Regions from separate parts of the Athene noctua genome. Here region 1 is linked to region 2. A link is a contact called in public Hi-C data. All regions are on one chromosome and are shown on one strand. Each heading gives the region's core, a stretch centred on a gene start, on an enhancer-like site or on the middle of the called end of the contact. The rest is flanking DNA. Distances are from core to core; before and after follow the strand shown. Region 1 holds the start of EIF5A2 (eukaryotic translation initiation factor 5A2). Region 2 holds the start of PLD1 (phospholipase D1).

Region 1 (4,762 bases), core at 2,087-4,586, 270 kb before region 2:
GTTGCTAACTCTTTGGCTTTGCAAAGCAATTTCAGCTTTCCAACTGACGTGGGTGTATCGGTTCCTGACCAAAACTACTCCCAATACAATGGGAAGATAGCCGACGTGTTACAGCTCAGACCCTGGATTGTGCTGCTTTTAAGAGCTCACTATCCGTATCACAGAAGGCATTCCAGAAGTTACAGAAGCCTGCCAAGTTCCCTCCGTGCATATATTTCAGAGTAGAGCTCAGAAGCACCAAAATTACTTGAGATCAACTAAAGCCAGCTTCCACACAAGGAGCAGAAAGCATGGTAGCAAGTTAGAATTGGCATCAGATGCAGTTTAAGACTGTCTTGTTGATTCATCTACCCTATGTAAGGGTGAAATTATAAATTATAATATATGCTTTGATTCAGATTTACTTGAAGTGAGATCTTGATTATCCTTTAACTAATAACAACATGCATCAAGGATCACCTCTCCAGATTCTAAAGGATGCCGGTATCACAAAGAATAAAGAAGCGACCTTACAACATGAGCTAGAAAAAATGTGGACCTGAATTATGTCTATTACCTATAATTTCTGAAGTGTTACTATAACACAGTCATACAGACAAACACTGTTTTGCTCAAGCAAATAAAAATATATCCACTAGTAACACCTGATTGGTTTCTTAGATCCATAGCTGAAACCCACAGGAATGTTAAAATAGTTACAATTAAGGAATTAAAACCTCAGTGATTTTGAAAACTGCCAGTTAGCCTGCAACACTAATCCAGTGAGTGTTACTATAACATGAGGTTGTTACTACAGTAAAGAGCTCTCCAGCAGTGTGCTCCAACAGTTTTAACAATTCAGTAAATGCTCCAAGTTCAGCAATGTCATGTCTAGACAGGCAAGTTCTGTTAATTCTGACAATAGTGCTTTATTAATCAAGAGGCAAGTTTGGGGATGAAGAGAGTTTGCATGTGGTATTAGGAGTATAAAGCCTCTTAATGTGTGAGAGGACACGGTGACTGTTAACTCACCTGATAATCATTCCTCTTGATATTTGGAACATCCATGTTATGAGTGGATGGGCAAATATCTTCATATTTTTTACCAGTGAAGATATCAATACCAACCAAGTGAACCTGTAAGAGAAGAAAAATAACAGCAGTTACTACTATGGGTCCTAGAGAAGCAAGATGCCACTGCCATCAGTATTGCTGGTTCCAGTTTTCTAAGATCACATGTAATACCTGATTCTGCCTAGACCCTTCGCTTGCAGTATGAAAGCAGCCCAAGCACCGAGAGACCTCTCTCACCCTTTCACAGCACACTACAGAAACAGTACATGAGAACCAAGAGCAGCCACTGTTATCTTCCACAGCCACAACCTTCTGGAGTTTTACAGCAACAAGCTAGAGCTCAGAGTATGCGGCAGTTAAGAAAACATTTACTTCAAGTTCGAGCTGTTCTGAGAAACACAAGTGTCTGTGACAACACGAAGATTAAGGGGAAAAGAAGAAGCAGTCATGCACAGGGATTAAAACAGCTCCCACCTCCCTTTATGCCAGCAGCAACTGTCTGCTGCAGTTAGCTTAGATTACCAGTTCATAGCCTGCTCTTCTCAGGTCCCTCCAATCTTACAACTGTTTCAGTATTTAAGAAAACTGGATCTGTCTAATAAAACAAGCCATAAAAAAACAAGGGGAGAGAGAAAGAAAAAAAACTGGCAAGGGCTTGGTACACTCTAGCTTTGTCAAATCTTAAATACTTTACCCACCTACACGTATTCTACAAGGTTGTGTTAACTTTCAAATCTAGTTAGTCCGTGCTTGTAATAGATCTGTCTCCAAACTTTAATATATCCACCATAAAGCGTTGCTGAATGAATGAAGGGGGAGTCTAGCCCTGGTCCAAGCTCTGGAGAGCTGCATAAGCCAACTGCTTAGGCAGCAGGACTGCAGGCTCAGACAGCAGGACTGCAGGCTCAGACAGCAGCCTAAGAACGTCCCTGCTGGGACGCAGGAGGGGGAAGGTACTCCAGTACTGAAAAAAAGGAAAGAAGCAGCAAGGCAAGCTAGCAAAACAGGGCCAGATCAGGCCCACATAGGTAACGATTGTTCGCTGAGCTCTGCTGGATTATGTAACTGAGCACGGGCACTTCTAGTAAGCACTTAAATCCAGCCCTGCGATAGTGAGTCTGCTAGCACGGGCAGACACGAGAGTGCTTTGGTGGGTAGCGACAGCACAATCCAACCACGCCCTAGTGATTTCATCAGTCCCCCCTTCCAGAACTTACTCTACCCCCACTACAGAAAAAGGTTTTATTACTACCAGCGTTAAAGCTTTTTTAACAAGTTGGGAGAAAAAAAAAAATAACAACCCAACCCCCTGTCCTCAACCCTTCCTGCCGGACATTACTGGAAACCCTCGAGCCAGCTTTAGAGCGAAGAGACACGCGAGACACTGCTGCGAGAAAAGCAAAGGCAGGATACAGAACCCTCTGCGAAACGAAACGCGACACCCTTCCCTCCCGGCCAGCCGCGCAGCTACCGGCGGTGCCACTCGGAGGGCCGGGGGCCGCAGGAGCACACGCTGAGGGCTGCGCGACAGACCGGGGCTCGCCGAGCCCGCCCGGGACCGCTCACCTTGGCGTGGCCGTGCTTGCCCGTCTTGGAGGTGGACATCTCCACGATCTTGCAGGGGCGCCCCTTGAGCACCACGAAGCCGTTCTTCCGCAGCGCCGAGCACTGCATGGGGTAGGTGAAGGAGGCGCCGGCATCGCCCGTGGTGAAGTCCAGCTCGTCGGCCATGGCGGTGGGGAGGGAGGGGGGGGTGGGGGGGGCTGCACGCAAGCGAGAACGTCGGGTTCAGAGCCCCGGCGGCGGGAAGGGCCAGGCCGAGGAACCCCGACCCAGGCACCAACCCCCCTACCCCCCCCCCGGCGAGGGCAGCGCGATGGCGGCGCCCCGGGGCGGCGGCGGGGGTGGGGCGGGGCGGGCCCGCCTCGCTCCGCCACACGTGCCCGGCGGGCAGGGAGCCGCCGCGCGCCCCGCCACGTGCCGAGGCCCACAGGCTCTCCACAGCCCCCCTCCCTCCGGTGGCGGCGGCAGCGCCCGCGCCGCGCCTCACCCGCACTTCCCCGCGGCGGCCCAGCGGCGCGCAGCCCCGGGCGCTGTGCCCAAGCGGCGGCGCCGCCGGCCCCTCTTACCTTACAAGGCCGGGCGGGGAGGCCGGTGGGGCCGGGGCAGGGCAGGGCGGGGGCACGGCGGGGCACGGCGCCGCGCACACGCGCCCGACCACTGCGGCGGCCGGCGGGAAGGGGCGGCGGGGAGCGCGCGCACCGCGCACCGCTCAGCCCCGCCCTCCCGCTTCCGCCGGCCGCCGCGCCCATTGGCCCGCGGCCCCCGGCCCGCGCCGAGGGGGCGGGGCCAACCCCCTCGCGTCCCCCCCCTCCCCACCGGCTGACCACGTGCTGGGGGCGCTTCCCGCGTTCCTCCCCCCCCCTCCCGCGCGCTCGCTCCGCCCCTCGCCGGCGCCTACGGGAAGCGGTTGGGCTCAACGCGCCCTCGCGCCGGTCTCGCGGCGCCGCCGCCGCCATTGCTACCGGGGCAACGCCGCGGCCCCGCGCCCCGCTCGCGCTCTGCCGCCAAGCGGCGCCACGCACCGCCTCCCCAGCGCCTTCCCCCGCCATTTTGTCGCCGGGACGGCCCCGGAGGCCTCTGCCCCTGAAGGGCGGGCGGTCAGGTGGCTTCCCGGCGGCACGAGTAGGTTTTAAACGAATTGGAGAAGAAACGGGTGTTTGTAAAGCCTGGTGGAATAAGGCTCCTTCGTGAGATGTGCTTAACGGTCGGCACAAAGTTCATTTGTCCGCTTGATGTTTCCCCTTTCAGAATAATCAGGAAGGAGAGCACCCAGAAATCAGTCAAAAGGGCCTGAAGTCTCCAAGAAGCCGAGGTGAAAGCTTGTTCTCATTAATGAGACTCAGATGGCTCCGTGCCCTACCCCTTACAGCCTCTGGCATCCACCCCCTGCGCTGTGTGAGGAGAGGGGTGTGGTGATGAAAGCAGCCACGAGCCACACAGGTGGATTCTGAGCAAAACAGGGCCAAATGCTTATTTTTGTTAAAACTCTCCAAGTCAGAGGCCAAAATACCTTCAGCTGTTTGGCCAATGTCACCTGAAGACTCTTCTGTGGAGCTGCTGGTGGATGGGGCCCAGCCCTGTGGTGTGTCATGCGGATCACTTATGAACACCAGACAAACAGAAAAACGCAGAAATTCAGTGACGTGTGTGACAGCATTATCAGAGCCGGCCTCTGCCATCGGCACCACGGGCTGCAATGTGCTGTCCTACGTTTTCTGCTGGAGATCCTGAGCTTGTTTGTGTTCTAATCAGGTTGCTACACGAGTCACATTTAACATCACATTTTTTAATGGTATGTCAGGGGGTCTTTTATTTAATTTGTGTTAAGCTGTGAAATCTGTTTGCCTGTGGTCCCATCCTTGGTTATATAGATCCCACTCCAGGTGGTACAGCATGTAACCAAAGAGATAGGTTTGGCCCTTTATAATGCTTCAGCAGGTCAAGATGGGGGCTCCCCTCTGTTACCAGGGCGTTCAGTGGGTGCTGTCTCACCCAGCCCGCTCTAAAGATGATACGCTTTATCCTGGGGAACTGCCCATTTTTCTTCTGTGTCAGTTGATAAGCAGAGTCCGGAGCATTCTGTTAAGTGTTTTTACATGTGCAGTGTGTGTTTATTTACCTGCAAGTATATGACTAGTTGCACGTG
Region 2 (4,642 bases), core at 1,561-4,060:
TCATAACAGAGTACGGGGGGGTTGCTGCAGTACTCTGGGGCTTTGGTTATTTCAGAGACTGAATTTCTGCTTTGGTACATTCACTAGGTAGAGATGATAAACCTAGAAGCTTGTATAAACAGTAATAACCAATATCTTCTTTATGATTTCAAGGGAATAAAATTTATGGCAACAGTGGCAATTAAATGCATTCCCTTGACATTTCTTCCCCTGCAGATTTGCTAACTTGCTTTAAATCAATACCAGAAAAGGAATGACTGTAAAAACCCAAGTTCAGTTCATGTCTAAGAGACAGAGGAGACACAACTGCACTTCTCTGCATGGTTTATCAAGGACGAGATTTCTCAAATCAGTGCTGGAGAGCAGACCCACTGTAAAACAAGGGATCTTTCCTTTACTGCAGACACACCTGCAGTCTAAAGAGCACTCCATAAATTACAGGGGATAACAATGTTACACAAGCCTTTACAACTTTGCTACTATTAAGCAGTAAAAATGTCTAGGTGAGGCATGGGATTTCAGTCCACTTCATGAAAGAATGATTTCACCAGCAACAATTACCTACCTAGCGCTTAGAATTTCATTTATATATGTAAAGCAGTATCTCCAGCAGTTTAAAGAAGCTGCAATTCCAATCCCAGCAAACTCTTCCTCAGCTGTGAGAGGTCAGGAGACACCTGCCAGCAAGAGCATTATTTGTGGCAGAAGTTCAAGCCTCTCAACATAAAAAGAGCATGAGAGCCCCCAGGAGAACTCACTTAATTAAGTCTTTTCCAGTAAGACTGGAGCCTCAACACTAATTTTTAATAATCCTGAAAAGGAAGATGTTATGTATCTGGACAAAGTGGAACGTGCAAATGAGTACTGAAGTGAGACCCTGTAATCTTCTCCAAGTGGGAAAGTTAAATTTTAGCTAAATAAAAATTAAACAGACACACCTTTTGATAAACTTCCATTGAATCAGCTGAACCAGAGTCTGCAGGAATCTCTGTAAATTTTCATAGGTCTTTTCAGAGGGATCTGGGTTTCTCCCCAGCCTGTTTTGATAAACCTCAACCTTCTCCCCCAGGAAGCTCTGACCAAGCCTGGGGCTGCCCCTCACCAGCAGGAAGGGCAGCACTGGGGGCAGCCCCCCCCCCAGCCAGCTCAGCCCCACATGAAGACGGGTGATGGGGACACTGCGGCGGTGTGGGCACTGCAGGTCTCCCACATGCTGCACCCCCAGCCCCAGGGAAGGCCAGACACACTTCCCTGCCACAAAAAAAAATACTGATTTTACGTGTTTGGTGGTATCTCACAGCAAAGAAAGAAGAAAGCGCCCCTTTCAGCCCCAGGCGAGCACAGGGCAGAGCAGAGCAGTTGTACAAGGGGGGCTGGCGGTGACCATCCTGCACCAGCCTCAGCACCCATCCCCCGAGCAAGGATCAGGGATCCCAGCATCCTCGGGCAGCGCTCAGCATCGCACGGGAACACTTATGCTGAAGGAAAGGGCTTTTTGTATCTTCACAGTAAATAGAGCACAGACAAATGACAAGCTGAAAAGGAAGGGTAGCCCAGGGCTTAAATTTGGAGCTTCCCAACTTCTGGCGAAGCTGGGCAGGATCTGGGCACAAGACCCAAGCCAGGGAGCTAACACTCCTGAGCGTCATGGGAAGAGGTGGTCAGAAATTAAGTTCCCCGGTTATCTGCAAGTCTCTGGCGTGCGCTCACGCTATCAAATGCCAGAGATGGCATGAGAAGGAAAACGTGAATTCTTAAGCGATTAAAGACACTCGAGAAAGAGCTCCCACCCCCCGAGCTGCAAACAGAGAGCATTTGTCCCAGCAGCCATGGACACACCGGCCGTGACATCCCATGACTTACCACGTCCAACCAAACCCCAAACTAACCGAGCTTCACCCGCCCCGTTAAACTATCAGCGTTCGTCCCCCAGCCAGCCACCCAACGCCGATGGCTTCAGAGGCATCGTGCAGATTTACTTAAAGGAGGGACCTGGAGATCACGCAGACCTGGACACAGTTTGTTTTGTCCTGCTGTGTGCAGAGAGCCCGTGTCAGCCCGGACCACGCAGGGGAAACACTCCCACAGGCACCGGAGCTGCGCCGGCATGAGTCTGCCCAGGGCAGATCTGGGGCAAGGAAGAGCTTCCCTGGAAGAGCCAAATAAAGAAAAACAGCACCAGGCAGAAAAGGCTTTCACTGCAGGGAATGGAACCGGGAGCTCGGCCGAACGGGTTGTGGCAGCCAGCTACCAGCACACGTTGGGAAACTCTCCAGTTTACCCCAAAACTGCGGCTGCTGGAAGGGCCAGGGCAGAGACACGGCTCTGGAGTCGCACCAGCCAGACACATCTCAGCAACGCAGAAGTTCGCAGCAGATGTCCAGCGCCCACCCCCAACCCCCCGCGGCTGACTCCAGGCCGGCGCGGCGCTCACCGGGTCCAAACCCACCCGGTGCAAGGCATCAAAAAATCAGTAAATCAACCCAAGTACGTCCTACGGGGCTGATAAACACCTCCCCTTGGCAAAGTTTGCTGCCCAGCCTCAGCGAAGAGCCCGAGCAGGGACTTAACTCGAAGAAAACAAAAAAACCCGTGCTGTGCTTAAATAACCGCCTTTTTCTGCCCCAAAGCCACCCCCCGCCACGGCAGGGAACCGGCGCACCCCGCGGAGCGCACCCCCGCCGCCCCGCAAACCCCCCGGAGCTTTTCCCTACCAACCTCCTGCCCCGGGGCAAGCGGGAGCCTCATGGCGCTGTCAGGGCCGGCACGACCGCGTCGCCGTCGTCGTCGTCTTCTTCTTCTTCTACTTCTTCATCCTCCTTCCCACCCACCCCACCCTCCCGGCCCCGGCCGTGGCCCCGCAGCCCGGCACCGCCCAGCCGGCCCCTGGGCTCCAGCATCGAGGCTGGCCCCCTCGGCAGCGGGGAGCGTGACCCACCTCCAGGCACTCCAGCCTATGGGCTCTGGATAATTAGGGGAAACCACTCCCCCCAGCTGAGGAGAGACTGGGATACCGGCAGGAAGGGTGGAGGGAAAGGGCGGGGTGGTTTAGCGGGTTCTGCCCCTTTTTTCTATGGTGGGTACGTCTTATTAAAGGAGGGGAAAAAAAAAAAAAAAAATCAAGAAATGATCCATTAACAGTGAGGAGAAAGTCTGCTTTTTTTTTTTTTTTTTTAATTTCAACTTCACAGCCCTGCAAGTCCAAGGACTCAAAGTGATTTGCTCCACGCTCATGGAAATACAGCTTTCCCAGGGAACACAGTTTTTCCCCTTTTGTACTCTTCTCGCAGAAGCCCAGTTACTTCAACAAGGAGAAGCCAGCTTACCGCCGCCAAGAAATTGCATTTGGCGAGGGGAACAAATGAAAAAGTCAGTGCAAATTAACAATGAATTAAATACACGTGCAATGTTATTTTTAGGATAAGACAACCTAATAATTATGGTCACATATTGTTTGTATCTGAGCAGTACTCGCCTGCATATGCTGCATTTTTCATGTTACTTCCTATATGCCCTTTTTAATATGCAAAGGAGCAGATTTTTTAGCAAGAGGGAAAATGTTTTTGCTTATAGAAGTGTTGAACTGACAAGCGGAGAAGCAAAAACCCTCCATACGTTAAACAGCTATAACAGTCTCACATACTGGCATGCTGGTAAAATGCCTGAAACCTGTCTGCAGTGCTACAGCTTCCATCGCCGCAGCTGTACAGGGGACATTTTGGTGACTTTTTCCAGGGAATTCAGTGTTCCCGCTTCTGGCTCTACAGCAAGATTTCAATATGGCCATCACGATATTTTTCTTCCTTAAAGGATTTTTTTTTAACGGTGAGGAACCGAACCATGGTCCTCAAATCTACATGAGGTAAATAACGTGACTTTGGTCACTGCTAATGCAGAGACAGACTCTACCCCTGTTGTGGCAGTGCAGTATTGAAGCATCTCCACATTCTCCACCAGCGCAGTACCCGTTTTGGTTGTGGGCACACCTGCAGCACGTCGCCTCAGCTCCTTTACACTGCATTTACTATGACATGGTTGAAAACAGCTTGAGTGATGTGCTTCATGTTTAAAATCAAACAGAAATTTGAGGTGGGTTCCCGGTAGCATTGCAACTTCCTTCAACTCACGCTGCTGAGCTCAAACATTGCTCCACTCAGCATCTAAGAAGAGCTGTGAGTCAGGGTGGCTCACCAGTGCTTTCTGTATTGAGCAAGGAAAAAAGCACAGACATTTCTAACACTCAGCGTCATGAGAGAACAAAGCAACGGAGAAAAGCAGGGTGGAGCTCTGCACCAAAGAACAGGGGCGATGGGAAATACAAAACGTCCCCCTGTATCACTGGCATCACCCTTCCACCCCAAAGAGCTGGCAAAGCCGTGCTTGAGAGGGACACGTTACCCCACACCGTGGAGAGGTTTCATGCTAACGCCAACATACGGGATGGAATCAGTGGACAGACAGCACGGGGAGCGTCCATCAAGGCACCCACCTGCCCAGGACGCCCCATCTCTGCCGTTTTCTCCAGCCTCACCTCTGCTGACTCCACAGCTTCCTCTGCCTGCCGCAGGCACCCCCTCATCTCCCGTCCCTGCGCGCCTCTCCACGTGCGTTGGTACGGGGAGGGGACATCTCAGACACAGAG

Evidence for each region. A called contact is a pair of places that touch in the nucleus more often than the background predicts.
Region 1: a Hi-C map of heart shows a contact between it and region 2, with 1.8 times the contacts expected there. The contact joins the promoter of EIF5A2 here to the promoter of PLD1 in region 2. A contact is called at or near these places in 2 of 2 Hi-C or Micro-C datasets (heart and liver).

What each region holds. Positions count from the first base shown.
Region 1 is chr8:24,417,198-24,421,959 of bAthNoc1.hap1.1, reverse strand. It overlaps EIF5A2 (eukaryotic translation initiation factor 5A2), which reads right to left and starts at 3,336. Exons shown (of 5, transcript XM_074912210.1): 1 at 3,183-3,336; 2 at 2,620-2,816; 3 at 1,012-1,116. The coding sequence starts at 2,784.
Region 2 is chr8:24,145,260-24,149,901 of bAthNoc1.hap1.1, reverse strand. PLD1 (phospholipase D1) reads right to left here and starts at 2,810. Exons shown (of 26, transcript XM_074911679.1): 1 at 2,719-2,810.